2 separate regions of the Anser cygnoides genome follow, and region 1 is linked to region 2. The links are chromatin contacts, called in public Hi-C maps. All regions are on one chromosome and are shown on one strand. Each heading gives the region's core, a stretch centred on a gene start, on an enhancer-like site or on the middle of the called end of the contact. The rest is flanking DNA. Distances are from core to core; before and after follow the strand shown.

What was found. Hi-C and Micro-C count contacts between places; a contact is called where the count stands out from the background.
Region 1: a contact with region 2 is called in a Hi-C map of liver, with 7 times the contacts expected there. The contact joins the promoter of HDAC4 here to the enhancer-like site in region 2. A contact is called at or near these places in 2 of 7 Hi-C or Micro-C datasets (both in liver).

What each region holds. Positions count from the first base shown.
Region 1 is chr6:12,891,442-12,897,600 of Taihu_goose_T2T_genome, reverse strand. It overlaps HDAC4 (histone deacetylase 4), which reads left to right and starts at 2,606. Exons shown (of 26, transcript XM_066999846.1): 1 at 2,606-2,750. LOC106034581 (a long non-coding RNA gene) reads right to left here and starts at 109. Exons shown (of 2, transcript XR_007159068.2): 1 at 1-109.
Region 2 is chr6:12,824,058-12,829,871 of Taihu_goose_T2T_genome, reverse strand. All of the region lies in intron 2 of HDAC4 (histone deacetylase 4), which reads left to right. Among named protein-coding and RNA genes, the nearest start is that of HDAC4, 68 kb to the left of the region's middle. Within about 2 kb of position 3,406, at least 1 of the 3 cell types and tissues checked has open chromatin away from gene starts, as enhancers often do. A contact at or near this core is called in liver, where this site is marked.

The DNA of each region.
Region 1 (6,159 bases), core at 1,357-3,856, 69 kb before region 2:
CAGCACTGCAGAGGGCATTGGAGGCAACGTACTCAGCTGGGTGGCAGAACGGGTCTGCAGTGCAGCGTCCAGCCCTCAGCGTACAGTCGGTGGGGAAAGGAGACAGCTGGGGGGCACCTCCGGGCCCCACTGTGTTTGGAACCTGCGGGGACCTCTTAGGCAAAGCGTTGGTTGCACCTCGTGTTGGTGAGCAAACCGCCAGGAACGGGGAGCCGCAAGGGAGGGCAGACAGCCACCTGTGTGACCGCCGGGCGTCAGGTCCGCGGAGGAGCTTGTGGCAGTTGCAAATGTTGCCTCGTCAGCTACACAATCTGCATTAGTGACCTTCTAGTCCTAAAGCACTTACACCCATATGTAGCTTGACCCTTTAAAATAATTTAGAAGCTTATTTATACGCACATGCGTACATACGTGTGAGCACACAAACCGGCCCTGAAATAAAGATATCAGGACAACTGTACAAGGAAACCTAAAATCTCACCAACCAAAGAACAACAAACAAACAAGCCCACAAGCCAATATAACCTAAAAATGAATCAAAACGGGCTTTAGCTTTATGCAGAAGTGATGCTCTTCATGCCAGTGGTGTTCTTAGATGCATATTAAAGGGAGAATATTCCAAAACAACAAGGCAGGCTGTGCTGCCCGTATGCTCAAGCTTAGAATAATCAAAATGTAATGCTTGTTGTAAATTTCTGCTAATATATTAATCTTCTAAAAATAAAGTAAGACTGGAAAGCTGAAGTTAATGGGATGCTTTTGCTGATGGAACTGTCAGACTAATTCTGACCTCTGCCAAGAAGTGAGCATGTTGTTCACAGAACAGGAAAAAAAGCAACTGTAGGGGTCAAATCAATATGACAGGATTTTTAGACGGGTGGCCCTTTTGAATGGATATGCAGTCATTAAACATCTCAAAAAAAAAAAAAAGGCTGCGCTTTTATGCTTTTATATATATATATATGTGTAAATTTTGAGGGAGGGATGAAGTTGTTAGCAATTCTCTTCAGGTCCCTGATTTTACCTAAGTCCAGATGGCTGAACTACAGGAGTCCATTATTCTTTAAGGAAAGTCTGGAAGTTTAAGAGCAATTTAGCAAGAGTCAATTAATCAAAATTACCAGAAGTGTGCTGGGATGGCTGCATACGAGTAGGAAAGATATATTTTATACTGTCTTAGTCAAGGATGTTAAGAATTCTGTGAAACTCCTTGAAAGCGACGTGGGAAGTCCCCATCTATTTGCTGGCGGGCTAAGAGTATGGCACAGCGGCTGCACTCCGGGGCGTAAGAGCAGACCACTGAGTCCGTGCCTGGACCATTAACTCCTTTAACTCTGTGTAAGCCAAGGGCTCCACCTATGTGAAGCACAAGCATCCTCTGGAAGCTGTACTTGGATGGGAGAGGAGAGTTTTGAAGGCTGTGCAGATGGCCTTTACCTCAGAACAGAGCCAAAGAGAACCATCTCTCCTTCTAGGACCGGCATGGTGCCTCACCTTCAGAAAAAAAGCTATCGGAAAAAAAAAAAAAAGTGGATTAATAAGATTTGATGTCACAGCATTGGAGATTTAGGCTCTCCTTGGTCACTGGCGACGCCTTCAGTGAAGCGTGAGGTGGTGATCAGCTCCTCACGCACCGCAGGCAGGATGCGCCAGGCAGAGCACAGCAAAGGCAGAACAGCAAAACTCTTGCGGCATGGTGGTTGTGTCAGCCGGGGGCTTGGCCCGGCACGAAACGGCCGCGCGAGGAGGTTTGACAATTCAATAGTGTTAATTCCTTAGAAAACAGAAAAATCAATTAAACGTTGGACACTTCCTAGGAAAGCATGGTAGTGGCAAGTGTGTGGAGCAATCCTTTTTTTTTTTTTTTTTACCCTTGATAATTCAGGCAAATATTTGTATTTTGAACTGTACTCTCTCTTTTTCATAGTGTGATTCAGCTATTTACTATTAAAAGCAGTGTATTTAGCCACCATTTTTGTACGTAACTAGATGGATTTAAAGAAACTTCAGGAGCGGGATTTTGGATGCGGAAAATCCTCAAAAAAAAAAAAATCCATAGGCTAATAAAACACTGTGTATCTACTATGGCTTGCATTTTCCACGGTATTTCCAGTAAATGTATCTCCTTGGAGTATTCTGGGAATCAGGATGCTATATATATATGTGTAGCATGGTATGAGGTATATATACTATATAGTATACTGAGAATATGTATACTATGCATTATCCTGAGAATCAGGGTACTCTAAGGGGATGATACATGAGGGTGCTGTAGTTGTGGCTCTGTCAGTTGGTGCAGGAGGAGCAGAGGACGCGGGACTGCTGCTGCAACTCAGGCCGGGAGGGCCCGGCCGTGCCGGGGCAGGGGGCAGCAAATGGCCGCCATGGCCCGCGGCCGCCTCAGGCAGCGGGCAGCGGCCGGGCCGCGCGCCGCGGCGTCGCCTAGGCGACGGGCGGTGGGCGGGGCCTGGCGGTGCGAGGCGGGGCCTGATTGGCTGCCTTCCCCCCCCGGCGGGAGGGGCAGGGGGAGCGGGGAGGCAAGGAGGGAGCCGCGGCTATAAATAGCCCGCGCGCCCTGATTGGCCGTGGGGAAAATGGTCGCACCACGTGACCCCGCCGCTAAAAATTCCAAGATGGCGGATCCCGTCACGGGCTGAGGCCGTCGGGGGCGCGCGCGCCGCCGTGTCCGCGCCGGGGCCGTGCCCGCGCCGTGCCCGCGCCGTGCCCGGCTCCCCGCCGCCGCCGCGCAGGTCAGTACGCGGCCCCGCGGGCACCGCTGCCGCCCGAGGCCTCCCCGCGGCCGCCGGGCTCCGGGAGGGGTCGGCGGCCCGGCTGCGGGCTGCGGCCGCGCGGGGTGCCGGAGGGCGGGGCGTGCGTGGGGGGGAGGTGACGGGCAGCTCCGGCAGCCAATCAGCGTCGCGCTGGCGGCGGCGGCGGGCGGATTTGAGCGGCTCGGCGGCCCCTTGCCGCTCGCTGATTGGCCGGCGCGCCTGGCGGGGCGGGGCGGTGACGGGCAGCCGCGGCGCCCAATGGGCGCTCAGCCCCGACCCCCCGCTTCCCACCGCTGGCGTTTTTTGTGAATGAGGCGGGAGGGGGCGTGGCCAGCCGTGACCCCGCCCCTCCCACAGCGCGCACGGCCACGCCCCCCACTCCCGGGCGGCCGCGGCTCCGCCCCGCGCCGCCGCCGCCGCCGCCTCGGAGCCGCGCGGGGCTCGGCGGGGAGCGCAGCGCAGCGGGGCCGAGCGGGGCCATGCGGGCAGCGGTGAGCGGCCGGCACCGGGACGGGGCGGGGCGGGGCGGGACGGGCCCCTCCGAGCCCTCCCCGGGGGGTTGGGGGGGAGGCGGCGGCCGCCACCGCCGCCGCTCGGAGCCCGCGGCCCCGGGGCGACGCCTGCGGACCGGGGCCCTCCGCTCCGCTGCCCGAAGTTTGCGGAGGGAGCGGGGTCTGCCCCCCGCACCGCCCGCTGCGGGGAGCGGCGCCCCGCTGGCTGCGCGGGGAGAGGCCTCCGGACCCGGCACCCCCCCCCCCCGTCACTTCCCAAAGGGCAAAAATACCCGAAAAGCGCTTTTTTCGGTGTCGAAAGCATAAAGGGGGTCGTGTTTTCATGCTCCGCGCCGCTCGGAGGTCCTGTGGCGAGGTTAGGCTGCAACAGAGAATGACAGATCCCAGCCCAGCCTGAGCTAGGACCTGTCCTTAAAAGCAGGCTTTTCCCCCCAAAATGCATCGGTTTTGGCATCCGGGGGGAGCGCAGGGAGCCTCTCGCCCCGGCACGCCGCAGGTTTGTGCAACAGTTTTTTGGGCCGTAACTTAAAAAAGGAAAAAAAAAAAAAAAAAAAAAAGAAGATGAGGAAAAAATAGCTTATAATGCATGTGGAGCAGCAGAAGGGAGGTGTTGCCGAGCGCTCGCGTGTGGGTTTTGCTGCAGGAATTTATCAGGGAAGATGCTGTGCAATCCCCGAGCTTCCCTAAATGTTATCTTCGGAGTGTTTGTGGCATGGCGAATGCAGCGTGGCATCTTAAGCAAGCAGACGTATTTACATAACAATTATTGGACGTTATGGCTGGGTACCCGGTGCCATTTAAAGGGAAGTAAACCTGCCTTTTATTCAAAGCACTTGCGTAATTGTTTTGTGCGTGCATTTCATGATAGGGGAAGCCTTTTTCCCCCTCCTGCTTGCTTGTCCATAGCTCGCGTCCGAAGGCTTCCACAGACGAGGCTCCGTGCTGCGGCCGCTCGCTTCGCCAGGGCGGATCGCGCCGCACGGGATCACCTCGTGCTCCCGAGCAGATCACCCCTCGGGAATCGTTCCCGAGACGCGGTGCTGTGCTGGGCGCCCGCGGGCGGCTCAGGCCACGGGCACGCGCTGCTCGGCGCTGGCTCTCGCCAGGGGTGCATGGTGCTCGTTGCCAACAGCTGTGTTCTGTTGTCTTCCTCACGCTAATTTGAGATTTCGGGGATGGAGCGAGTGTCGTTGTGGTCCTCGTGCCCCGGTGGATTTCACCATGGAGCGAGCGACCTCTTTGCCAATGCGTTTTGATTTACTGGTGGCACGGACCGTCACTAAGTGGGACTTGCGCCGCTGTCAGAGTGCTTTCAGCCGTTGCCAAAAGCTACCTGAAGTTAATTATCTGAATTAGACTTTCTTAACAACAACATTTTTTAAAAGCTAAGGAGCTCTGAAGTTTAATAATCTGCTTCTTGGCAAGGTTTCTTTTTTTTTTTTTCTTTTTTTTTTTTCCCCCCCTCTACGTGGTCTGTCGCTGCGCCCAGTTCCAGTCCCCTCTGGTGCTTGCGCTGCTGCTGCGCGGAGTTCTCTGCCCCAAAGCTGCCTCTCCGAAAGAGTTAAGAGGGCATTGAATTAGGAAAGCTCAGCTGCTTGTATACAAATATACAGCAATTACAAGGCAACAAAGTTATTGCAGAATCCTACCGTAACCATGGCAACGTGCTCACTCAATTACATTTGGAAATGTAAAATGCCACCCAGTTAGAAAGAGTAAGTTTTAGTGACTGCAGATTTTCTGTATGAACCCAAATGTGTAAGACGCGGCTTTCCAGGATTCTATGGTTTTTGTCGTGTTGGAATGGCATGTTTCAGCGTGTGCATCTGACAGATCTTGGCTGCTGATATTACGCTGTGCCCTTGGTTGTCTGAACTTAGAGGGGAAAAAAAAGTTCTAAAAAAAAAAATCTTGAAATCTTTCAAATTTTACTTTGCTGCCCTAGAATGTCTTTAGTGTTTTGCTTCAGGACCTGGCTGTAGAGAGAGGACGGGATTAGAACAGCACGAAACGCATTTTGAAAATTACCTCAGAATACCAGAGGAATTTGTCATTTACTTAATGGGATGGAAGCATGAAAGAAAAGCGTACGTATGGAATGAAAGCTCTTATGCTTTGGGGAGGAACTGCTCCTTTGGAAGGCTGTGCTTGCGTAGCACGGCGAGGCTGGCAGGCCTGAGCTGCGGAGCCTGCGGTCAGCACCACGAGCAGGAAGCTCCGGAGAAGCCCAGCTCGGGAGGCAGCAGGTTCTGTGCACCGAGCTCCTGATGCGCGACGGACGCGACATTTTCCATGGAAGTATCGTTTATTGCTCGTTGATTAATGCTGACTTATGAGCAAAAGGAATAAACTAGGAGAATAAATTAGAAAAAAAGTGGTTTCTTGCATAGGCTGACCTCTGCATTGGTCAGGATGCAGCTTTCTGCTTCGCAATGTTTGTGTTGCACGGGTGACTTCCATTAGTGCAGAAAAAGGAAAAACCGCGAGGCCCTTAGGGAGATTTATTTTCTTTATCTTGGAGCGATGTGTTTACCGACACATGCAGATTGATGAGCTTCTGAGGAAGTTACCTGGTAAATTTTCCTCTTTCCCTTCCACTGTGGGCAGAGGCAGAAGCACAGGAGCTGCTTATTCATGGGCTTGCCAAAAAGGTGGAGTTGATCCCAGCCTTCCGTGCTAAATCCCACGGTGAACTGCAAGGACAAGGAGTAGGACTTACTAAAAATAAAAATTAGAAATGAGCAGGAGCCCCTGGGTTTAGATGGCATTGCCCTCTCAATCTCTTCTTGAATGGCTTTGAGCTCTCTGGGGAGTAGGCTTCTTGAAAGCCATCTTAAGGTGCATCTGTGTTGTAGAAGTGTGTGCAACGTCAGAAA
Region 2 (5,814 bases), core at 2,157-4,656:
AGACATTACAGAGAACCCTTGTGTGCCTGAACATTATCATTTTTCCTTAAACAAGTCTTTCTTTAGTTGTTACAAGGGCCGTCCCCATCCTTCTCCATTATCCCTACAGGGGTTAACCTGATGGACTCTTCTAGCTCGTGTTCAGTGCGTGGCAAGGGCCGGTCTGCATTTGCTCATGCTTGTGGATTATGTGACTGAGAAACCTGATTTTCCTTTATATGCTATTCATAAAGACAGACGTCGTTTAGCTGAATATCCCAGTTGTACTGTTCTGTCTGGTGGTCCTCCTGATCCTATGATGGCAGAGCTGTGACATGGACAAGGCTGGTGCTTACCGTGGTGCTCCTGTCCAGGTACTTGATTCCTCTGCAGCGGAGAGGAACCAAACTCAAGTGTTGTGGAGAAAATGTGAATGTGAAATAATTTAAAAAAAAAAAAAAAAAAAAGTCCTTAAAAGTGTGAAAATGGGCCCTACCTATCTTTGCAATGTTGCATTGACTCATAGGATCATTTAGGTTGGAGATGACTTTCAGGGTTTTCTCTGCACGTGCTCGAGCAACTCAGCACCTCTGGTAGTGAGGGGCCCAAACTGAGGATAGCATTCAAGGTGTGGGCTCACCAATGCTGTGTACACGGGGACAATCACTTCCCTAGTCCTGCCAGCCGTGCTATTCCTTCTGTTCTGTTAGAAACGTGCTGGATGAGGTGTTTGGGGTGTCTGTGGGAACCTTATCTTTCTTTTCTTGAGGTTTCTGAGTGAAAGCTTCCTGTTTTCATATGCTTAAAGAGAGCTGGAAGAAGGAACCTGCAGGTAGTTCCCAGGAGCAGAAATTCTCCTCTGATGCATGGGATTGTCAAATTCCAGTTGTTTAAGAGGTAAACGTGTGGCTTTCTTCAGGTTGGGCACAAGAAATGAGAATTTGACCATGACAAGCACCTTCTGAGCCCCACTGCAGCCCCTGTCCCGCCGGCTCCCCAGGGGCTGCTTGGTCTCCAGTGCTTCCACCGATACTTTGCCACCTCACCCTGCTTTTGCAGGCTAATAAAAACCAAAGAATATTGCCCAAACCCAAAGATTACTTGGTAATATGCCTAGACGGGTGCTTCCGTTAGCAGGGTATTTCCATGCTAAGAAGTTACTGAAGCTGTAAAGATCAACGGTCACCAGCTGCGGTGACTAAATTGTTTTTAAGCACCTTTTGAACTTTGATTTATGAACAACTGCATTTCGAAATTAGCAAATGGCTGCACTTAGGGCTAATGAGTGAGTAAAAGGGCAGCGTGTTACAAAAGGCTTTGAAGAGACCGAGACCGTTCCTGGACTTGGAGAAGGGAAGACTTACAAAAACAGCATAGTGCCGGGCTGTTTTTTTTTTTTTTTAAGGCTGCATGTGACCGGTTTAATGGTCTCTCTCCACATTTCGTATTGCAAGCTTTGAAACTTGAAATTGAAAGGGAGTGCAGGTCTTAATCCCGCAGCTGCTTTTAAAGAAGAGCATTTCTGACTCGGTGAGCAGGGGGCACTCAGCACCGATGCCCTCCCTCACCCCACAAGCAGAGCGGTGCGGCGGGAGGCGGGTGGATGGGGACCTCGGGACACTGGTGGGACTCAGGGCTGCCGGAGGGACATCCAGAGCAGGGGGAGAGGAGGTATATCCTAAAAGACGTTTTAGGTTTGCCTTTGTGATAGCGTGTGGCCCGACAGGTGGGGAAATGAAAGGCTGTGCTGAGGGATCAGCTGCCTCAGCGGCAGCCGAGCGCCAAGAGAAAGCTGCAGTCAGTCACATCGTGCTTAATTTTTGGCACCTTCTTCGTGCCTCTTCTTCTTTCCTAGCTGTGTCCTGAGCAAGCTGAAAAGGGAGGAGGGGAAGTGCTTTTTCCACCCTAAACTGAAGGAAAGCTTTTGGTTGTAGTTCAGTGGAAATTAAAGTTAAATCTTTCTATTAGCTTAAGTGGAAATTGTTAACTACTCCAGGCTGTTGTCATGCTGTAACCCAAGACTGCAGGCTGAAGTTCTTCAGGAGGTTTTCTTTCCTCTTTGCTGCTTTCCGAGTCCTTGGGTTGCTCCACAGTGCTTTTGCAGTGAAAAAACCTTCCTGTTCGGTTGTATTTTTTTTTTTATTTAAACTTTTTGTAAGTAGTACTCCTGGGCTCGAAACTGTCGATATTAAGTTAACGCAAAATCTATAGGCCAGTGCCACCTGCTTTACGACGCTTTACTGGGTGAAGTTAGATTTTATTAGATAACTACACGTGTTTCTGAAACCTTTTTACGTGTTGGCAGTGCAGCAGCTGAAGTGCTTTCAGAGCTGAGTCTTCGGTCCGGCTCTTTGATCTCCCCGTGGGTTATGCAGGCGGATACTGCTGGAGAGTGTACGTGTGTGCGCGATGTGAGCTTCTGCCTGGCTTTTGACTTCAGGTGAAGGGGTTTTTTAATTTTTGAAAAGTTCTTGAAAAGAGGCTTGGTCTTTTGGGAATCTGAAAGGGTTTGCAGTGAATTTGCTCTCATTCTGGCTTAACAGCAATTATTTCATTTTTGGTATTAGTTAATGACAGTGAAATCTTGCCCTGAGTCGTACTAGGAACTTGAGTTTTCCTTCTTAGTCTTATTTATTACTTTGAAACTTCAGGGAGAGCAACTCTTCCTTCAGTCCCTACCCATATCCACGTGCTTGACCCTGCCCCTTTCCTTTTTGTAGGCGTCATCTGCTGAGGAAACACTTGGTGACAGAAATGAAAACTGCTTTATTCTCTTCCATGCCACTCGTTGCTCTGGAAGCCCCATGTGTTTAGAAATTCACCTGCTGTGTTTTCCTAATTCCTTTTTCTGCTGTACATTTTTTCCAGGCAGGTCTCTGCATTCATGCTTGCAGTGGTCGCCTATGTCGTGCATCCTGCATTTTTTTTGGATCATCCCTTAGCCGTCGCATCCCACGTTATGCACGTTCAGGACGTGTTTTGTGATGGCCTCAGGTAGCGAGTGTCTGCGCGTGGAGTGGGGGCAGCTTGGCCAGGCCTCCTTAAAAGGGGAAATTCCTGAACTGCAGGTAAACAAGAGCCCCATTGATCCGCGTGTTTCCAAACTGCACGTTCAAAGTCCTTCTGTCTTTTTTGTAGAGCATCTACTTTCGAGGACAAATGCTAATTTTACATGGGTAGTAAAAACACAGTATTGTAAGGGATTGCTGGCATTTCTAATGATGTCCAAAGGAGTGAAAATAGACTTGTCTGAGGTGGCTTCGTTGTTTGTGCAGTGTGCATCGTCGAGCTGGTGTAACATGCTGCTGGTGCCATAGAGCAGGCTGCCCATGTGCCTCCAGAGCCATCGAAGGTCCACCAGAAGGAACCTTTCCGTAAAGCTCTTCCCCCAGCAAATGGAAAACAAAACCAATTTCCAGTATTTGCCCTCTTGTGCTGTGTGCTTGTGCATCTGAGCAAAGCTTAGAGGAAGGAACGAGTCCTGACAAAGCCACACGTGGAGGTTTTGGCTTTCGGGGACTGCTGCTCCGAGGAGCCCGTGTCACACGCACTTGTGCTTGTGCTTCTTTGCTTTGTCGTTTCCCTCCTAGCTCAGGTAAAGTGCTTCTATTCAGAAGTAAATAGTACTAGAGTAACCAGCCAGCTTTCCAGCATGGATAGCCTGGCGATGGCCTTGGAGTCTGGGAATAACATCGAAAATGATTGAACTATGTGCTTTTTTAGTCTGCTTTAATTATTAACATACCTTAATTGCAGGCATTCTCTCAAAGAGTGACAGCAGACGCCTCACTGTTCAGCTACAGTCCAACTTGTTAACTTTTCCTGCCTCACAGCTCTTCGCACGACTTAATTACCTGTTGTGTATGAGCCGTGAATGTAATCCGCGTGCCCACGGCAGCCAGCCGTGTGCTTTACAGCCTGAGTGCAAAGCGGAGTTTGCGCTGTCAAATTACACCTCACTCTTACATCTCTTACACTGCACAAAGTGTTGAATGAGCTTCATTTATGGGAGCTGCTTGGCGCGGTGGGCTTGGTACACGCTTTAGTTTCTTGGGCGTGGAGGTGCAAGCAGCTACAGAAGAGAAAACCGCAAGTTTTTCTGTCTTTAATTGATCCCGCGTTACTACTGAAGGATTTTAATTGCAGTAATTCAGCTCTTGACCTCGCTAAAGCTTTCACCCCTTCCAGGCTTCGGATCTTCTCCAGTGACTGCAGGTTTTAGCTGCAGACACCGAGTCCACGGTGAAGAAGCAGAAGCCAGACCAGTGAAATGGCTCTGAGCAGTGGCTGTGAAGCATTTCAGCTCAATCGCAGGGAACTCAGGAGAGGGAGGACTCAGTGAAGCTGTGTACTTGCTCTTAGGTGACTTTGTTTTTTTTTTAAAGCATTTAGCAAAAAGTGGGCATGTGTGTAGTGTTTCTAATACTCTTGTATTAATCTGGTAATTGTAATCTTGTAACTGTTGTCCTGCGTTTTGCGGGGATGGTGTTTTCCCAAGGCTTTGTGAAAACATCGGGAACTACGATTTCCAATGTAAATCACAGCATGAACTTTCTGCAGAAAACTTGGAGTCCTGTAACTTCTGGAAATCCCAGCCCCCCGAACTGAACAGTCTGCTTGGTACACAGCTGGTTTTTGGTGTGAGCCCAAGGCCCCCGTCTAAGAGTCAGCAACGTCGCTCCAGGTCACGTACATTGCAACGCGAGGTGCAGCTTCAGCCAGGAGGAAAACGAGAGGATGTTTTTGTGGGTGGTTTTTAATTCTTCCAAATACTACTTCTATGGGTTGAAGTCTGTAGCGGCCTAGACAGAGTGTGTGTTGTGTTTTGTTTGTTTTTTCCCCTTCCATCCCTCTGGACATCCCAAAATGGGTTTCCCTTGCTTATGGGCAGCATCTTGCATTCTCCTTGTTATTTCCAGACATCCCTCGCTGCACTGTTGTGTAGTTAACCAGCTGTGCAAGCTTGCCATGGTTTGTTTTCAGTGGGATTCCCATATGTAAAACGCTTCTGTTTGCTCCAGTTAGCCAGAGATGATCAAATATGGGCTTTGTGGTGGTAATTACAATCTGAGAATGAGTGAAATAGCTTTGCAGCCCGCAGATAATGTGTTTTTTTTCTGTGTACTGCAGTTTCTCGTTTCTTTGGAAGAGAAGGTCAGCCATGCTTTAAAGGCTGCTTCTTCCCCAGGTGTTTTATCAGGATGTGCCGCTCAGGTTGTGAGAGCTGTGCCTGTCCTCACCTGCCAGAAAAACGCTCAGAGCCTGCCTTGCTGCTTGATTTGGGAAGGGCAGGGACTGTGGTACCTACTGGTCCCTGTGTCATCACCTCCCCAGTACGGCAAAGCTGCGCTGATGGCTCTCACTTGCTTGGCTAATTTGCTCCAAAGCAAATACCATAAACCTGTCTTCCCTCTCCTTTCACAGGTAAAGCTTCCAAAGAAATACTAAAAGCGAGCAGGCTTCCAGCCCCAGGCAGCACTGTCAGGGTGTGCTTTTTCCTGGCTGTGTCCCATTTCCCAGGTGCTTTGCACCTTTCCTGGAGTCCTGCGTTGTCCCCTGCTCCCCTTTCACAGTGCTTGCCGATATTCTCTGCCCCGTGAGGGCACCGAGCTGCCTCCTTTGCAGTCAGCTCTCAATTTCTTCTCCTCTCTCTTTACGTATTTGCTGGATTTTTTGTGGTGACACTGATCAATAGTTTGTATCGATGGAGGACAGAATGAACAGACTGTGTTGCAGTAGTTTAGAAAATATTGCTAAAAAACCGGGGTGTTTCTGACTTGTACAAAAGTGCCGTACGTGTACTGCACAGTGTATTTTGCTCAAAACAGTGCTGGT